Linked DNA regions of Mus musculus: region 1 is linked to region 2. The links are chromatin contacts, called in public ChIA-PET maps. All regions are on one chromosome and are shown on one strand. Each heading gives the region's core, a stretch centred on a gene start, on an enhancer-like site or on the middle of the called end of the contact. The rest is flanking DNA. Distances are from core to core; before and after follow the strand shown.

Evidence for each region. ChIA-PET counts read pairs in DNA pulled down with a chosen protein or histone mark.
Region 1: a contact with region 2 is called in an RNA polymerase II ChIA-PET map of memory CD8 T cells, with 26 read pairs. The contact joins the enhancer-like site here to the promoter of Mex3b in region 2. A contact is called at or near these places in 1 of 39 promoter capture datasets (hippocampal neurons), 5 of 484 Hi-C or Micro-C datasets (adipose-derived mesenchymal stem cells, double positive thymocytes, embryonic stem cells and 1 more) and 8 of 115 datasets of contacts at active chromatin or transcription factors (CD8 T cells, embryonic limb bud, embryonic stem cells and 1 more).

Annotation. Positions count from the first base shown.
Region 1 is chr7:82,956,127-82,960,093 of GRCm38.p6, forward strand. All of the region lies in intron 1 of 4933430H16Rik (RIKEN cDNA 4933430H16 gene), which reads right to left. Among named protein-coding and RNA genes, the nearest start is that of Gm45992, 13 kb to the left of the region's middle. Within about 2 kb of position 1,280, at least 33 of the 459 cell types and tissues checked have an H3K27ac peak or open chromatin away from gene starts, as enhancers often do. A contact at or near this core is called in CD8 T cells, double positive thymocytes and memory CD8 T cells, where this site is marked.
Region 2 is chr7:82,865,171-82,869,236 of GRCm38.p6, forward strand. Mex3b (mex3 RNA binding family member B) reads left to right here and starts at 2,163. Exons shown (of 2, transcript NM_175366.3): 1 at 2,163-2,757; 2 at 3,586-4,066. The coding sequence starts at 2,481. Gm36584 (a long non-coding RNA gene) reads right to left here and starts at 2,126. Exons shown (of 5, transcript XR_003946820.1): 1 at 372-2,126.

The sequences.
Region 1 (3,967 bases), core at 30-2,529, 90 kb after region 2:
ATGGAGCTGGAAGAAAATAAAACTTGAGACCTGTGATTCATGTAACTTAGGTCAAATAGCCCAAAGTGTTGTTTGTGAGCTTTGAAACCTGGGGCTGAGAACATAGCAGAACAGGCCAGGCCATGCCCAGGCAGGCCCGTCGTTAAGACATTCCTGAGGCTGCTTGGCCATAAAGATAAAGAGAATGACATGTCCAAACTGGCCGGCACCTCCCTATCTCCCGCCCTTCTGACCTAAGTTAAATGTTACCTGAATGTACAGTCTGCTGATGTTTAAATGAACCAATCATGTGAAACAGTGCCAATTCCTCCCCCAGCCCCAGCCCCTTTTCTATAAAAACCCCTAGCTTCCAAGCCTCGTGGTCGAAACCACTGTCTCCTGCATGAGATATGTTTCTACCCGGAGCTCCACCATTAAACTACCTCATGTTTTTACATCAAGACGGTCTGTTTGTTCATGATTCTTGGGTGCACGCCGAATCGGGAACAGAGTGGGGGTTTCCCCACTAGGTTCTTTCATTTGGAGGTCCCACCGAGATCTGCATGACACCCAGGAACCTGAAAGAGCCCTTGGAGGTACGTTTGTTTGTGTGCATCTTACATGTTGTCTGTTGTCTAAGTGTGGCACCGCTGAATTTGTGTCTTGGTTTTTCAGTTCTGAGATTGTGAATTTGTGTCTTGGTTTTTCAGTTCTGAGATTGTGAATTTGTGTCTTGGTTTTTCAGTTCTGAGATTGTGAATTTGTGTCTTGGTTTTTCAGTTGTGAAATTGTGGGTTCGAGTCCCACCTCGTGTATTGGTTTTACAGTTCTGGGATTGTGGGTTCGAGTTCTGCTTGTCCCCAGTTCTGGTATTCTGTATTCTGGCAGCTGCCACTGTGGACTGTAAGGGCCCAGTAGCCACAGGAGAGGAGACATCCAGAAGGCCCTGCAAGCTGCGACCCCTGGAAGACGTTCTAAGGGTGAGGGACAGTCAGAAAGGTGTGACTGTCATCTGGCAGAGTGAGGAATGAGTGTGCTTAGATACTGGTGTTTATTTTTTCTCTGTTGCTGTCTTGTTTATGTTTGTGGTTTTCGTCATGGGACAGACTGTGTGTGTGGTGCCGACTGTGGACTTGGACTGACATTAGGACAGAATTTATCAGTGATAGTTAAGAAAAACAACTTGGCGCTGTTTTCCCGAGGTCGGGCCACTCCGAGCACCCCTGACTGCTTGGAGAAGCTCTGGGATGCAGCTGCAAGGCTGGACTGGGGACTTCCAGTGTGGGCGCAGTGGATGCCGCAGCTGGGGAGGGGCCGACTAGAGTCACCGCCTCCGCTGCCTTCCCCACCTCCCGAGTGTCTGCCCCCCTCTGGGGGCATGCTGGTTCCTCCCGCTCCCAAGAGCCCGTGCTGTGAGTAGACCTCCCCCACCCCTGAACCCAGGCCCTGCCTCTGCAAGATGGAAGGACGAGAAGAAGAGGAGGACACTGTGGAAGTGGCCGGCCAAGAGTGCTTCGAGTTCCCTGGCTGCTTCTCATTCCCCTTTCCCTTACATCCCACCTGCCCGTCTTCAGGTTTTGACCAGAGTGCCTCTTGTTAACAGAAAAAATGCTTTCATTTTGAGATGTCAATGGCCCAGTGCAGCCAGCTGTGAGAGCTGCGCTCCCTTCCCTGCCCACGTGTTTTCTCTTCTAGGGTGGCCCCACCCTAAGCTGCTAACCAGTGAGGGAGACATCCGCCCATCCAGGTGGGGAGCACCACAAGTCTAACCACCAGGCTCTGATAGAGAAATTAACAGTGAGGAGAAGTAAAATAAGAGATGAAGGAGATTAGAGAGGTCTGAGATGAGAGAGATACCCCAAATGAGAAATATTTAGAGTAGAACCAGTAAGTAAGAGGCAGAGAAGGTGTATTACGAGAGAGAGAAAGAGAGAGAGAGAGAGAGAGAGAGAGAGAGGCGAGAGGCAGAAGAAAGAGGACAGGAGGGATCGTAGACAAGAGAAAAAATTGACTGGAATCTTGGCCACAGTGGTAGGAGAGAAAGAAAAAGACAGGACCTAGAAACCTGGGCAACAGAAGCTAAAAGGGCTCAGCTGTGTCAGACTGAAGTTACTTATTTGAGATACACCCTTCGAGGTGGGAAACAGTGGCTAAAAGAAGCCAGAAAAAGACTGTAACTACACCAAGGCAAGTAAGAAAATTTTTGGGCACCCCTGGTTTCTGCAGGCTCTGGATACCTAGGTTGGCGACCTTAGCTACCCCTTTGTACCCTCTGACCAAGGAAGAAGAGGTGTTTGTGTGGACCCCAGATCACCAGAAAGCTTTTAAAAAGTCCAGTGGCTTACCTATCCAAGAAGTTAGACCCTATTGCCAGCGGGTGGTTTCTTGCCTGAAATCGATTGCTGCCATAGCTCTGCTTGTCAAAGATGCTGATAAGCTCACTCTGGGACAGCAAAAAACTGTAGTGGCACCCCACACTCTTGAAAACATTATCTAAAAGCCCCCTGACTGATGGATGATGACCAACGCTCCTGTGACACATTATCAGAGCTTTTTTGTTGACTGAACGAGTGACCTTCGCTCCACCTGCTGTCCTCAATCTCGCTACCCTACTGCCTGAGACTTCACCTACTCATCACTGTGCTGACGTTCTGGCAGAAGAAACTGGTACTCGAAACTATCTGAAGGATCAGATCAGCCTTGGCCTGAGAGTTTGAGCTGGTACAGGGATGGCAGTAGCTTCGTGGTTGAAGGTAAGTGGAAGGCGGGGGACAGCAGTATAGTGGTGGACAGAAAGCAAGTGATCTAGGCCAGCAGCCTCCCTGAAGGGACGTCGGCCCAAAAAGCTGAACTTGTGACTTTGATATAAGCTCTATAAATGGCAAAAGAAAAGTCTACACTGATAGCAGATATGCTTTTGCCACTGTACGGAGAAATATACAGACAAAGAGGGCTGTTGACATCTGCAGAGAAGGACCTAAGATGCTGTGGCTAAAGGAAATCAGATGGCAGATCTAACTGCCAAACAGGCGGCCCAAGGAACAATGATCCTGGCAGTCGAGGACCTAAAGATTATTATGATGTCAGAGAGACCAGCTTTAGACACACCCCTGAGCACTATCAAGTTATGGACATTACTTGACCCACCTGGGGGCCAAGAAATTAAAAGGTGTGGCTAGGTCCTTTGACTTCTATGTTACAGGACTCTCTGACTTGGCAGAAGAAATAGTCAAAGCTGCAAGGCCTGTGCTATAACTAATACAGGACACTTCGTGTATACTCCTGAGAAGAGGCTCAGGGGCAACTGGTTGGAGGTCTACTGGGAGGTAGAATTTACAGAAATTAAGCCAGCTAGATATGGCAACAAGTACTTAGGGTTAGAAATAGACACCTTTTCAGGCTGGGTAGAAGCTTTTCCAACCAGGACTGAGACAGCCAATGTGATGGCCAAGAAGATACTAGAAGAAATCTTCCCCAGGTTTGGGATACCCAGACAAGTCAGGGACTGGCCAAGATATTAGAGATTGGTTAGAAGTTACATTGTGCATACAGGCTCCAAAGCTCAGGACAGGTAGAAAAGATGAACAGAATTCTAAAAGAGACCTTGACAAAATTAACCATAGAGACTGGCACAGACTTGGTGCTCCTTCCCTTTGCCCTATTTAGAACTAGAAATACTCCCACCTGATTCAGCCTTACTTTTTTAAAGATCCTTTATGGGGCTCCCATGTCTATCACTGTCTTAAATGATGTGTTTAAACCTACATGTTGTTGTAATAATAATCTGTATGCAAAGTTAAAAGGCTTGCAAGTGGTGCAGAAAAAAGTCTGGTCACAATTGGCTACAGTGAACGAACTGGGTACCCCAAAAGACATCTCACCAGTTCCAGCCAGAGATCTGATCTACGTACACCTACATTATGCCCAGACCCTCAAGCCTTACTAGAAGGGTCCCTGCCTAGTTCTGTTTACTATCCCTTCTTATTCT
Region 2 (4,066 bases), core at 913-3,412:
TTGGTTGAAATCCCTGCCCTCCCTCACCCTCTCAGATGACAGGCAGGGGCCTCGCGGCCAGGCTCTCTTTTGCTTCTTGCCGTCATGAATGCTCTTTCATTACTCTTTCTAGGCAGGGCGCTTTTGCTCCAGTACCTAGTTTAGGGTCCTCAAGTGCACTCCTTCCTCATTCACAAACCAATTTGACTCCGAGTTCATAAGCAGGAATTCTCTACTGGTCAGCGAACTCTCTCTGCACCACCATTTTCTTACCCCCACCCCCACCCCGTCCACTCCCGCCCCTTATAGAACTGATTCTTTGAAGAAAAACACAGCCAGCTTGGGGAAGCTGACGTAAACATCCTGAGGAAATAGCCACAGTAAAGCCGCACCTCAGCCTCATTTCCCTAGGGAAATAATCAGCACCTCTGCCCCGAGACAGCTCCAGGTGAGTTTGGAGCTTGGGATCACCTTCGCACGCTTGGAAGTGCAGGCGCTGGCAGAACAGTCCGCTCCCAAGTGCACTGCCAACCATTGTCACTTTTAACCACCCAGGCATTGGGCAGGGGAGGTATTGTGGATAAAAGCCGAGGTGCGGGGTGATCCCTTTTTTCTGGGTCCCTCAGATCTGCCCCAGGTCCCCAGGGTCGCCCCCAGCGGGGAAGGGGTTCTCCAGTAAACCAGTCTGCGGTGTACACAAGTCGCCTCGGAATCACCAGGAGGCGTCTCTCCCGGCAGACCTTAACAGGATTAGGGAAAGCCTGGACTACTAGCCTGCAGGGCGCAGGGGCGCGGATAAACAGGCGGGCTCCGGGAACAAAGGACGGAGAAGCGGATGCGCTTTGAGCAGGGAAGGGGCGTCCTCCTCTCGCAGGAGGGAGATGCGCCGAGGCCCGAACCCCGCCCCGGCCCGCCCCTCAAAACCTCCTTTCTTTTCGCTTGCGCTCGGAGGCTATCGGTGGAGAAGCCAGGAGGGGGCGCAGTTCGCCTTGGCCGCCCGCTAGTCCTGTCGCACCCTTCCTCCGCCGCCTCCCCCAACCCGAGAAGCGCACAAAGAGCGCCAGGCCCGACCACACACCTCCCGGCGGGGCCGGGCTGGGCGGAGGGCGGGGCCGGCGCGCTCTGGGCTCCTCTCAGGCACTGCGCATGCCTGACCGCAGGGAGGGGCGGGCCTGGGAGCGGCGGGCGCGCACGCCCTCACTGTTCCCGGGCAGTGTAGGGCTGGCGTCCCGGCAGTGGGCGCGCGGCGCTCGTGCGCGTGTGGGAGCCCGCGGGGTCTCAGTCCGCGCGCCAGGCATGTGCGGGACCCTAGAGGTCACCTGCAGCGGTGCGGGTCGGGCCCTTTCTGCAACCGGTTTCTGGTTTTGGCATTCGTTCTTTCAGGGCCACTTGGGCAAAGTGCTACCCAAGGGGACGGAAATGTGAGCGCGCGCGCGAGTGGCAGTGTGGGCGGGCGTGTCTTTTGTGTGGCGTGCGCTCCCGCGCAGGTGGGCAGCTCGCGCCCAGCAGTCACAATACCAATGGGGCCCAGGATCTCGAGCCTTTGGTTCCGCGTCCCAGGGTTGGGCCGCCCTGTGGTACAGATACCTTGTACAGTATACCGTCCACCTAGTGGTCGCGTCGGCTCCAGGGATGCTTTATTTGGGGGCAGTAACGGGACTTTAGAAGGACCGCTCTTTGGAGCTTGGCGGCTGGCATCACAGTTGGGCGCCTTTTCTTCTCAACCTGGAGAGGAAAGAGACTTGAGGACAGTGGTTGTCCTCGGCTGATAGGTACATATAAATGTCCCGAGCCAGCCGGTCCCGCATTAGACAACAAAGAGAGGCGTTCGCGGCGGCGGCGGGGGAGGGGCGCGGCCGGGAGGAGGCCGGGGCGGGCTGCGGCGAGCTCGATGGGGGTGGCGCTGGCTCCGCTCTCTCAGCCCCGGCCTCCGCCCGCCCCCGGCCTGGCGCGCGCCAATCGCCTCCCCCAGCGATAGTGTCAGTAGCATTGTAGTGTCAGCTCCCGCCGGTGACGTTGCGCCTCCCTCGTCCCCCTCCGGAGCCGTCTGGCTGCAGAGGCTCAGTCAAGAGGCGGGTAGGAGAGGAGGAAAAAGCGCTGAGTGAGGGCGGGCGGGAGGGAGGGAGGGAGGGAGTGGAGGAGCCGGGGAGGGGCTCCTTAAAGAAACGCTGCTGTCGCTCGCCTGTTCGCTTTGCGCTCGGCATTGTGGCCAGCCAGCCGGGCACTCGGGGGGCACGCGCGGCCGCCGCTCGAGCTCTGCCCCCACCCCAACCGCCAGCAGATCTGGGGTGGGGACCCAGGCGGGGGCTCTTGCAGCCACTGCCCGGTGCGGATTGCACGCAGAGACCCACTCCTCCGAGCGCCGAAAAACGAGCCACGGAGCCCTCCGCAGCCGACCGGCCTCCCCGCCCCTGACTGCCGGCTTCCCGGCTGCCTTTGTGGCTGCACCTTCTAGCTGCCGAGCAGAGAGCCGGCTGGGGCGCGGCGCGCACGGCGGAGCGATGCCCAGCTCGCTGTTTGCAGACCTGGAGCGCAACGGCAGCGGCGGCGGCGGGGGAGGCGGCGGCGGGGGAGGCGGCGGTGGCAGCGGCGGGGGAGAGACTCTGGATGACCAAAGAGCCCTGCAGCTTGCGCTCGATCAGCTCTCCCTGTTGGGACTGGACAGTGATGAGGGCGCCTCTTTGTACGACAGCGAACCGCGCAAGAAGAGCGTGAACATGACCGAGTGCGTGCCGGTACCCAGTTCCGAACACGTCGCGGAGATCGTAGGGAGGCAAGGTGGGTCCGGCAGGGATGGGGACCGGAGGGGTGTGTAGGATCTCCGCCACCGCCTCACTGTGAGGGCGGGTGCAGGAACGGGAGCTGTGGCGCGGGGGAGCCTTGGGGAGGGAGGAAGAGCCGCGCGATGGGCCGGCGCACTAGACAAAGAAAGTGCAGGCAGGCTGTCTTCCACAGCGGCGCCAGTGCCGCGGCGGGATGCACTTTCTCCTGCTAAAATCACTGCCTTTTCCTCTAGTGCTCCAGACTTAGTCCACTCTAGGAAAGATGTTTAAAATATAATATACTGGGGGAGGGGACCTCTGGTGGTCCTTTGGGAGGGGGCAGTATGGGGGGGGGTCGTCCGAAGGGATGAGGATTCGGGATTTCTGCAAAGCGGAATGGAATAGAGTCCAGGGAAGGAACAATGGGTCCCAGGACTGCCATTCTCTTAACCCCACCCCTAGTCCTCCAGAGTCTAGGGATCGCGGCTTCCCGGGAGCCCCTGGTCTTCAAGGCAATCAGTGTGCTCAGTTGGATACCAGCAGCATCCCCCTAGATGACTTTTCTGGGGTTCTGCGCTTTGCTTGGGACGACTGCAGTTACCGGGGGAGGGCCAGGCAGCCAATGGGCTATTTATTCCTCGAGCGTTTCGAGGACAGAACCGGCGGTCCAGCTCCTAGCGCGGTTCGGGGTCAGCGAGGGAGACGCCCCCTTTCTCTGGTCGCGTGTTCTGCTGCCCAGCTGCCTTGGGCGCGGGCTGTCCCGGGTCTCCGCGGTTATCCTGGGATAATGGGCGTGTCTCTTTCTCTATTTCTCCTACTCCCTCCCTTGAACCCTGGCTTCCAGGTTGTAAAATCAAAGCTTTGAGGGCGAAGACCAACACTTACATCAAGACCCCAGTTCGCGGGGAGGAGCCTGTCTTTGTTGTGACGGGCAGGAAGGAGGATGTGGCTATGGCTCGGAGGGAGATCATCTCTGCCGCAGAGCACTTCTCCATGATCCGAGCCTCTCGTAACAAGAACACGGCTCTCAACGGAGCTGTGCCCGGACCGCCCAACCTGCCGGGACAGACCACTATCCAAGTGAGGGTGCCATACCGCGTGGTAGGGCTCGTGGTGGGTCCAAAGGGCGCCACGATCAAGCGCATTCAACAGCAGACACATACATATATTGTGACACCCAGCCGAGACAAGGAGCCAGTTTTCGAGGTGACTGGCATGCCAGAGAACGTGGATCGCGCTAGAGAGGAGATCGAAGCTCACATCGCGCTGCGCACCGGTGGCATCATCGAGCTGACAGACGAGAACGACTTCCATGCCAATGGCAC